2 separate regions of the Rattus norvegicus genome follow, and region 1 is linked to region 2. The links are chromatin contacts, called in public Hi-C maps. All regions are on one chromosome and are shown on one strand. The core of a region is the stretch at or near the end of the contact, and the rest is flanking DNA. Distances in the headings are between cores, read along the strand shown.

Evidence for each region. A called contact is a pair of places that touch in the nucleus more often than the background predicts.
Region 1: a contact with region 2 is called in a Hi-C map of Schwann cells, with 2.8 times the contacts expected there. The contact joins the promoter of Tmtc2 here to the enhancer-like site in region 2. A contact is called at or near these places in 2 of 12 Hi-C or Micro-C datasets (Schwann cells and mammary epithelial cells).

What each region holds. Positions count from the first base shown.
Region 1 is chr7:42,691,041-42,696,101 of GRCr8, reverse strand. It overlaps Tmtc2 (transmembrane O-mannosyltransferase targeting cadherins 2), which reads left to right and starts at 2,951. Exons shown (of 12, transcript NM_001171177.2): 1 at 2,951-3,033. The coding sequence starts at 2,951.
Region 2 is chr7:42,603,395-42,608,787 of GRCr8, reverse strand. The region is part of intron 1 of Tmtc2 (transmembrane O-mannosyltransferase targeting cadherins 2); the gene reads left to right. Among named protein-coding and RNA genes, the nearest start is that of Tmtc2, 87 kb to the left of the region's middle. Within about 2 kb of position 3,832, at least 52 of the 93 cell types and tissues checked have an H3K27ac peak or open chromatin away from gene starts, as enhancers often do. A contact at or near this core is called in Schwann cells, where this site is marked.

The sequences.
Region 1 (5,061 bases), core at 1,702-4,201, 88 kb before region 2:
TACTAATGTGTACTAAGAAAGAAGTAATAAAGGATGATGGGAAAGAGATGTCGTGTGTGTGTGTGTGTGTGTGTGTGTGTGTGTGTGTGTGTGTGTGTGTTTTATAAAGTACGTGAAGGAAATTTTAAAGCAATACCATTTGAAATACCTGATAGTAGAAAGCAGCCGAAGAATGTCTAGGGGAGAAAACAGTTCCAGGAAGGAGAGAAAAGAAGGTTCCTGAGAAGGCATACGTGGACAGACCTCTTGCAAAGAGGGGGAGGGCCAAAAGAGAGTTTTATGCTATGTGCACTACACATGGCTAGGTGGAGTGATTGAACTTAAATGGGCTTGTCTGCTGCCTCAAGTACACGCTTGGTGCAGGGGCTGTGGGTGTAGAAGCCAGACCATTTCCAAGGCCATTCGATTAGTTGGTGTAGGAGACAACGGCTTCGACCAGGATTAGAGCTCTGTAGATGTGATGGGTGTATTTGGGTGACAGTTTGCACTAAGAATGGGACGGTGTGGGTGTGATGGTATGCATTTTACAGGGGGTGTCTAGGTTTTAGTTAAGAAGCAAAAGATGACGGACGTTGGAAACTCTAAGGGCTAACTTATTGAACCAGTCAGTCTCTGTGTAAATGCTTTATTTACATGGTAACTCCTCTAACCAAAGTGTATTTATAAGTGAGGCATGAAGAAGGTGATTGGCCCTAGCTTACCCAAATAACGAATAGCCAAACTGATACGCAAACCTAGATATCTGACTTAAGTATGTATTCCTCCCCCAGGGTCCCAGGGTCCAATATCAATATATAAGCCCAGGAGAGAGCCAGAGAGGATCCGAATGGACCAGTTGATATGATTTTTTTAAAACGTAAAAAAAAAAAAAAGAAAAAAACAGTATATCGGGGAGCATGCAAAACAGGAACCATTGTCTTTAATATATTATTTTAGAACTTCCTACATGCACAGAATATTTTGATCAAATCAACATTTGCCTGTTGCAGGTAGAACCCACATTTGTCAGGGTCTAAAAGATTCCCTTGTAAAGTCAGACATCTTTATTCTGCAGGCACTCAAACTTTTCAGATCGCTGCCACATACCCAGGTGCTCCGCTTTCTTTAGTATCTTTGAAGAGTTTGCTGGTCAGGTGCTGCTCTTCCAATGGGGGGACAAGTCAGTCCTGCACCGACTTGTTTTCTAGGCCCTGTAGCATCCCCACAGCAGGGGGCGCTGCAGTAGTGTTCATCATCGTCCAAGTGAGCGACCAGTCCAGTCAGAAAGGGGACCAGGCAGGAAGGGGGTGTGGCAGACAGCTCTCGGATCTCTTTGGTCATGCAACTTTAGTACCCAGTGCTCCTTCTGCCCAGACTATTCTTCTACGCCGTATTTCATCACGTTGGATGCCTTCCATCCAGTCTTGCATCCGGGCGGAAAGGAAAGGGCACTGGCTTTTCCGCCTTGCTGGGTTTAAGCATGCCTCTGTAGAGGGTTTCATTAGCGTGGTCTCTTCTGTGTTTTCAGCGGCAGCTTGACCGTCCTGAACCACGAAAGACACCCACCCCCACGCAATTTCTGAGGAGCACATGGTTGTTTCTTATCTTCTAGCCTCTCCCCTTTCATTTCCTGGATCCCTTTTCATAATCTAACTGCGGGACACGCGTCTTTCCACTGACATTAACGTCGACGGTGACGGCGTGGCCCCAGAGTAGAACTCTCTCCTAAACGCTGCTCCCTCCTCCCCCACCTCCCAGCTCTTCAACAGGCCCTTCCATCCCAATTCAGCTCACGCATCGAGCGCGCGCGGGCAATAGATCCTTATTGTCAATCCTTATTGTCAATCGTAGTTGCCAGCGCTCTGCAAACCTGTCCTACCTCTCCGTGTCCCCAGAGGTCTCTCCAGCTGACCAGACCTTTGCCTGACAGCTCTTGGCACCAGACGCTTGGCTTGCGATCTAGAGCGTGCAAGGCTCCTCCAGGCACCACTGGACAAGTCATGGACTCCTCCTGTCGCCTTTCTCCTCCACCTCCCAGAGCCCAGAGCGCACTCTAGCTGTCGTTTTGGGCAATCTTCCAAAAGTCATCTTTGTCCTGGGGGTGCTTTCCAGAGTAAAAAGGAAGGTGAAGAAAGAGGAAGAAGGGAGTTGGGCCGGAGGACGAGGCTGGAACTGCTAGGAGAGTGGGCGGAGCCTCCAGCCAGTGGGGGTAGACAGGGAGGAGTCTGCAGGGAGGATCTGGGTGGAGAAAGGGGCTGGGCTAGCTTAGGATGGTGGGCTGGCCACGCAGGCGCGTGGGGCCGCGGCGAGAACCCCACGCGGGAGCTTTTGGAGTCCCCAGTCGCCGCTTCTCACTTCACTGGAGAGGGGTCCGGGAGGGAACCAATAAAGAGTGAATGTGCCGCAGCCCCGGTGGTGGCCGAGTTGCTGCGAACGACCCCGGAGTCGTGCGCTCGGGAGGCGGCGAGGGGAGGCGGTTCGCCTCGTCCCTCCCACCCGCCCCTTTCTCTCTGTCTCTCCCTCCTTTCCTCCCGCTGGTCCCAGATCCTCGCTCTGTCCGGCCCCTTCGTCCCGGACCTCGCACTCTTCGATCTCCCCAGTCCTTTACCTAGGGTGTCCCAAAGTGCCATGGGTTAGGGTGGGGACCGCGAGCCGCGGGAAAGGACTAGCCCCGATTCTCCGCCGGGGGGCGTGAAGCCGATCGCCGCTTGCCTCTCGCGGTTGTCCGGCAATGGGGAGAGCGGTGTGAGCCCGCAACCCCCGGAGCACGCAGGAACAGCGGAGCCCGGCGCCCCGAGGAGCCGGGGATCTGAAGAAGGAGCGGAGGGAGGGCGAGGAGGCGGGCGGGGAAGCCGGGGAAAAGTGCAGCCAGGAGCAGAAGGCGGCGGAAGGTGGGGATTGATGCTTCTGTTTTTTGTTGCCGCTGCTGCGCTCGCGCTGGGAGCCAAGCCGGAGGGAAGGCGGTGGAGAGATGATTGCAGAGTTGGTGAGCAGCGCTCTGGGGCTCGCCTTGTATCTCAACACCCTGAGTGCGGATTTCTGCTACGATGACAGGTAAGTGGGTGAGAGAAAGGGGCAATGGCTGCGGCGCGACAGGGGTGGGGTGGGGGTTCATCGGTGGATCTAGCACTGCTTTCTGTCAGGTTGAAGTGCGTCTTGGGGGTGGTGGTGGTGGTGCGGACAGGTATCTGCACCTGAAGGTTTAGACGACGCGGAAACCGTAACACCTATAGCCAACAGCCGGGACGCAGGCGCGCTGGGCTGGCCAAAGGAGTTTCCGCTCCTACTTTGCAGCAGGTTTTTGCTTGCTTCTTGCCGGTAGGCAGGCGCTTAAGTTTCTTAGCGGAAATCCAGGCAATTTGGAAAACTGTTTAATGAACCCACGTTAAACAAACAACCAGCCCCGAAAAAAAATCCAATAACAATCCTAGGTTTACCTTGGTGCAGAAAAACATATTAAGCGATTTTACGTGTGGGCTGGAAGGAAGCAACTCTCCACTCCTTAGAAGATCTTCCCCGTGTCGTTTCCTTTTATTGATAGGACACTGATTTCTGGAAGTTAAACTCACGCATGACAGTTGCCAAAATAGAGGAAAGAGCGCGCGTACTCTGCGTCAACTTTCTCTTTGACGTGTCCGATAGTAAACTTTGAGCTACTGTATCTTGCTGCTGGTTTTATCTCTGGTTCCCCCGGCCTCGTTCACTTATCATGGGGAAGTCCTTTATAAAAACGTGGGCTTTCAGTTCTGTTTGGGAGTCTTGCCTTAGACATTAGTGATTCGCTGGTGCTAATTGCGGAAGAAGACGCCCCTGGAGATTGAAGTTGTCTTCTGTATTTGGGTTAGTTTGGGTGGCTAATGAGACCCGGGTTGTGTTGTCAAAGAAACTGCGTTGATTCTTGGAAAATATCACCCTTGTGCTGATGTCCTTACCTATTTTAAAAATGTTGTTAGTGTTTAGAAACTGATGAAAAGCTCCAATAGCCATTAGGGAAAATTCCAATTTGTGCCTTTCCGGTGACTTAATCTGATTACAATTAAAACAGATGCATAATTAAAATATATTAGGGAGAACAGCATGCCTGGCTAAACTTATTAACCGTCCTGGGGTGTTTCATGCTCCATTGAAATTAAACCATCCAAAAAGTGAACACAGATTTACTTTGACAGACTTTCAGCAGCCTCTCTGGGCTTAGGGGAGTGAATGGATCCCCAGGGTTAGGGCGAGGCATCCAGTGAACTCAGCAAAGTGGTTGACAACAGCAAGAGAAGCTAGGGGTGTACTCTGCTAATCAGCCATGTTCTGTATACTCTGTCTGGTCCACTCTCCTGCTAAGAGTGATTGTATGTCTTAAATCAGGAGGTCTTGGTTCCCACCCTGATGTCTGCTATGAAATTCCCTGGTAATACTTGCCAAAGTACCCTCATAGGCCCTTGATGTGCTTCTGTGTTGTGCCCAGAGGAGGCTGGCTGATAGTCTCCCCGGCAGACAAACTTTTACTCAACTTTCACACAGTGTACTGACTTCAACTGCTCTAAGAAATGATCTGAGAGTGAGGTAGGCTGTGCTGCTTGCTTTTTTTCCTCCAGATTTCTGTGATGTTGCACCTGCTATTTTAAGAGTCCCGGTGGAGAAAGCTTTGTTCAGCTTTCACTAAAATGAGTTCAGGGATGAGTCAGGGCAGTGGCTGAGTCCTTTGGGGTGATCTGGAAGAGGGAGTGTTGAACAAGAACATGGAGCCTACAAAGGAACAGTATGATAAGCATTCCTCTTGACTACTAGTCACAACTGCTGTCCAGTTCTTTACAAAAGGGACCACTTCCTGTAAAAAATGGAGACGAGAACCTAAATGAATCTGTATGTGCAATTTTCTGTAGGTCTCCTGCTCACCCTGAAGTGTTTGGAATGTGGGTCTGGGAGATAGTTGTGCCGATGACACACGAGTTGCTGTTGATGGCTGGAATTTGTAACAGGTTCCTCCCCCCTGTTACAGGTCACGCTGCGTGTTAACAACCCTCGTCTTCTGTTTTCTGTCTGTATAGGTGACTTGCATGTCACAATTTCCTCATATCATTGATAGCG
Region 2 (5,393 bases), core at 2,583-5,082:
CACCAGGCAGCTTTCTTGCAGCAGAAAATTTGGTCTTACCTGTGGTCCCGAGGCTCAGGTTTGCTCGTGGGGTGCTGTCCAGGGGCTCTCTGCAGCGGCAGCAACCAGGAAGACCTGTGCCGCCCCTTCCGGGAGCTTCAGTGCACCAGGGTTCCAGATGGTCTTTGGCTTTTTCCTCTGGCGTCCGAGATGTGTGTGCAGGGAGCAGTCTCTTCTGGTTTCCCAGGCCTGTCTGCCTCTCTGAAGGTTTAGCTCTCCCTCCCACGGGATTTGGGTGCAGAGAACTCCATACCACACTTTCTATCTTTTTATTCTTTGACAGTCTCCGCTTTGTGCTAATCTTATAAAGCCTATGTAGGCACAACTGCTGACTTCACCACTGCTCCCCTGAGGTAATTTTATCTTCATTTCTGAAAGAAAAGCCATCAGAAGGGTTGACTTGCCTTTAGTAGTTAATGTAACTGAGTTCATTACCATATAGTTCTATCATAGTCCTATGACTTTATCTTGTTAACTGTTTGCTGAACAATTATATTATTATAATTGTTATTATCATATTATTGCTCAGCATTAGAGACAGTTAATAAATGTCTTGATTATCAGATGTGTCTAATTGGATATAGTATAGACTCATTAAATACATCCATTGAAGCAGAGGTCGGAAATGAATGGTTTGGGTTGTTGAGCTGTGTCAGCAGTGAAGGGCACTTCCTGCCAAGTCTGCTGACCTGAGCTCTATATAAAATAAGGGGATGACTGCTCCAGGATATGATTGCATGTAAGGACTTTGTTGTCTGTATGAGGGAGAGTACAGCTGGAGACATTTGGAAGAGTCCAGTGTAGGGAGAGACAGTAGTACACTAAATATGGCCAGTAAATTGAACCTGGCTTTGAGAGGAAGGGGAGAGAGGGGAAGAGCAAGAGAAAGTGAAAAAAGAGGGAATAAAGGAGAAGGAGAAGTAGAGAGAGAGAGAGAGAGGGAGAGAGAGAGAGAGAGAGAGAGAGAGAGAGAGAGAGAGAGAGAGAGAAAAGGAGAGAGAGAGAGAGAGAGAGAGAGAGAGAGAGAGAGAGAGAGAGAGAAAGAGAGAGAGAGAAGACCAAGAGCATGAAGAGAGTGCATATAGCTAAATGTCAGGGCCCTATAAGAATGAGAAGCTGGGGAAGGAAACCCCATTAGCTGGAAAAGTTCTAGGTAGGGGTTGTGGCGAGAAGACTTGAGGGTAGTCAAGATGCCAGCATGGATGTCTGTGGTAGGATCTTGAAATAACGTGCAGTTTTGGATGCTAGTAGGCACCATAGTTAGCTATTTGTTCTGGGTTACTTTTGTACCTGACAAATTCAGTCCCCAGGACTCAACATAATAGTAACTCAGAACTGATTCCTGGAAATAGTCCTCTGATCCCCATAGCTGCCTCTGGGTAGACAAGAGACCCTCCAAATAAAATAACAACAACAACAACCACAACATAACAACAACAACAACAACAGCAACAACAACAACAGCCAGTTGTTGTTCATTGGATAATTCGATGTGAACTTGCCTGCAAGTGCATTTGTGTGTCATTTCACAACAATAATTTGTTTTGTAATTGAGAGAAAAACTGGCCAGATTGAGAATTCCTGCTTTGTACTTTAAGCAGTTTCCAAGATGATCCTGGTTAGAATGTTTGTGTGAGGTGGTTGTGGGATACACCTCCCCAACCTCTCATATCTACTTACAGTGCCACAGCAAACTAGACTGGTGACATTTAACTCCTCGACTGTGGGAAGTGGGCTTATTTTATAGATTGACGCTCCTGAGAGCAGAGATTCCCTTAACTGTACAGAGTTGTTTGACAGAGTGTGTTAGCTTTGAGCCTCAAGAGTTAATCCAACTTAGAAATCAATAAAATAAGAAATACAGTCCTCACAGTAAACAGATGTAAGGAGCTCAGTAGCTGTTCCTAGCTGCTCTTATCTCTGTCAGAATACAGAACATTTCAGTCGTTGGAGAAAAGTCCTCTTGACTGGAGTAGCTAACTTCATGGCAGGAGGTAAGGAAATTCTGACATCTGACATCTGTGAGGTAAACACTGTGTAGTTGGTTAACGTGCACTTGCCCTGTTGTATTCTCCCTTTAAGAATAAATGCAGCTAATACTCCTGCTTGAACCCAAAGCTAAACCAAATAATGTATTGTCTCAAGACAATTCTGGGATTTTACAAGTATTTCTAGTCTTTGCCAAGTGTTAGTGAGCCCTCTACCTGTTGGTGCAGACTGGAAAACAATGTTGGGAAAGGGGAACTAGCTACAGAGTGTAAAGAGAACAAGATCATTAAGAATTAGTTCTTTTCATTGTTAGTTTGTCCTCCTTCCCTTCTTTCCTCCCTCCCTCCTCTTCTTCTATCCCTCTTTCCCTACCTTCCTACTTTTTCCTTCCCTTGTCTTTTTTCTTTTCTTTTTTTTTCTTTGAGACAAAATCTCATACATACTAAATGACTTTGAATTCCTAATGTTCTTTCTTCCTTTTCCCACAAGTTCTTCTATCCAGGTCTTTATGTGTGTTATACATACTCTCTTGCCAATTGAGCTGTGTCTCCGTTACCTTATAGTTTTCAATTTAACAATTTGAAAGGCAGCAGTGTGTGTGTGTGTGTGTGTGTAAGTGTAATTTTGTGTTTGAATATGTGTGTGTTCATAGTCTGTAGTTTTTCTTCGTATAATTTATATACTGTGTTGTTGTTTCAGTGGGAAAATTGAGCTCAAGTGAAAATTTATATGTTGTGTGGCTGCCTCTGAACTCTCTCCTGCCTCTCTTCTCCTCACAGTTATTCCTGGGTTAGTTATATTGGTTGTCACCAGGGACAGCCAGCTTCTATGTCTTTCTGGCAGCTTTAGAGTCTTGTTTCAAATTATATACAGGCAGCAGCCTGACAGTGATTTGTTACTGTCCAACCCAATGTTATTTTGATTGTGTTGTAGTTCGTGATAAAATATCTATCTGTTGATTTGTGATAAATAATTAATATCTTTAGGACTGTTGGAGTTTCCAAGGTAGTGGCTTTATGTCTTGAGAACTAAAGAACACTTGTCTAGCCTGTAATTTATCCTCAGAAGAATGAGCAAGGATATTTCTTTAGCTAGGATATTAATGCTTAAGCCCTAAAGTGGCCCCGAGAGAGCCCCTCATTTTCTTAAAGCAGAGGTAATTTTTCTCTCCTGGCAGAGATAAGAATTCTAGGAAAATATTTTCTGGATCAGAATAAGAAGTACCCACCCCACCCCTCCTTTGGTATAAAATTTATAAGTGTATGTTTTAAAATTTTAGATATTGGTTAACATTGCTGTTGCCCTGCCAATTGTTAAGAATAGTCTTCTGGACTGCAATGGTTTCACTTCTCATATTCTCTGAGGCTTGAAGGACAATGAAGGCCTATGAGGAAAGGAAAATGAAATTCTGTCAGTTTAGATGTCCATGGTTAAAAAGAAAAAAATTAACAAAGCAAACAAAACAAACAAACAAACAAACAAACAAAACAAGTCAGGCATAAAACAGAATGGCTCCAACATGCCGGAAGTTAATTCCCCTTGGGTGAGTTCCGGTCTGGGTTGAGGAGACTTCCCCTAAGCACTTTCAAGGCCAGATGTTCATGTCATGCCTTGGACCGCTGTCCTGCCTTCCAGGATGATTTCAGCTGGAAGCATGGTCAGCGAGGGAGCAGTGACCCTAATTTTCCTTCAAAGGCAGGACCCTGAAAAACAGTTTACTGCTTCTAAAGCCTCTCATTGGCTAGATAGCGATCATGTGATCCTCAGAGCTGCGGGGATCGCTGAAAAACAGCCTTTGAGGGCTCATGCCTTCAGCCTGCACAGTGTTCTGAGGAATAAAGGCGAGGGCCAGCCGGGAGCGACTTGTTTCCACTGTGTCAAGTACTTGGTGTCCATTCAACTGATAGCGCATTATGAATCTTTCCACCCGCCACATTGGCACTCAAACGATACTAGTAAACCAGAATTTATTTCCCTATTAATAGAAATAAAAGCCAACTACAAAGAAAAAAAAAAAAAACAAATAAGGCCGGAGCTTCCGTGTGAAATAAATGAAACAAGAATCCCATTGTTAAGAACTTATAATAAGGGGTTGGGGATTTGGCTCAGTGGTAGAGTGCTTGCCTAGCATGCGCAAGGCCCTGGGTTCGGTCCCCAGCTCCGAAAAAAAAAAGAAAAAAAGAAAAAAGAACTTATAATAAAATCCAATGCGGAGGGTGTTGTGTGAGGACCGGCACAAGTGTTCAAAGATGTGTGAAGCAGTCTCAGCTGCTTTGAGGCCTCAGGGAGCGCACCGAGTTCTGAAGAACTAATCACACTCACTGACATTTTTCATAATTGCAAAAAGAAAAGGATATTCTTCCTAGAGAATGAAAAGGCGCTGCTGAAGGCCAGCTTTGGTCTCCAGCAGTAATAAAAGCCGGTGCTACGTAATGATGCTCGCTTTTCTTCTACTTGTCAGTAACGCAGTGGTTGGAGAGTAAATGTACCAGCTCGGATGTAATGGACGGAGGCAAAATTCAGTCCGTTTTCCAGTTATTCCTGTTTTGATTTTTCTTTGTCACATTTATAATCTTTTGGTTTCTTTGGTCTCCGGTTGAAAGTTTGGTTCGTGTTCGTTCTCTCTCTCTCTCTCTCTCTCTCTCTCTCTCTCTCTCTCTCTCTCTCTCATTTTAATAAAGAGGACGTTTATTGCTCCTAGTGCTTCAGATATAAATGTAGGTATTGATGAGCCTACCTTGGCCTTTTAATGTTGGCATTGTTGGTGTTTTTTGTTTTTTTTTTATTTTTGTTTGTCTTTATTTTTTATTTTTATATATTTTTATTTTTTGGTATTTTGTTTGTTTGTTTGAGACAGGTTCTCAGCTTGGATGGTCTGAGACTTCTGCTATTCTCCTGCGTTGGTCTCTGTAGGGTTGGGATTTCAGATGTGAGCCAGTGCCACCAGATGGCCTATGTACCTGTTTTCAGTTCAGGTTACTTTTGATGCTGAAGGGAGAAAGGCCTGGCTAGCTTGTAAGCCTTCCTGGTGGATCTTGGCATTGCCACGTTAGACATGGTGTTGTTACTTTTCTCCAGGGAACGGTAGCTGACCATCTTGTCTCCTTTCTGGGTGTCGGCTGGATTTTTAAGTCACCTGTATCTTTTTCTGTTTTGCATCCTGCAGGAAATTTAGTTTGGAGAATAAAATTGGGTTGATATTTATTCAATTAAATAAGACTTTAAAGGCTTATTTTAATTGTTAGAAGTGCCAGCAAATCTACTATGGCATCATGATGTCTCTTTGGATTGTTTAACCCCAGGAGATGTCCATTTATAGGTTTTATTGTGGTTGGTGCCAGGTGTCCTTGTATGGAGTCGAGTCC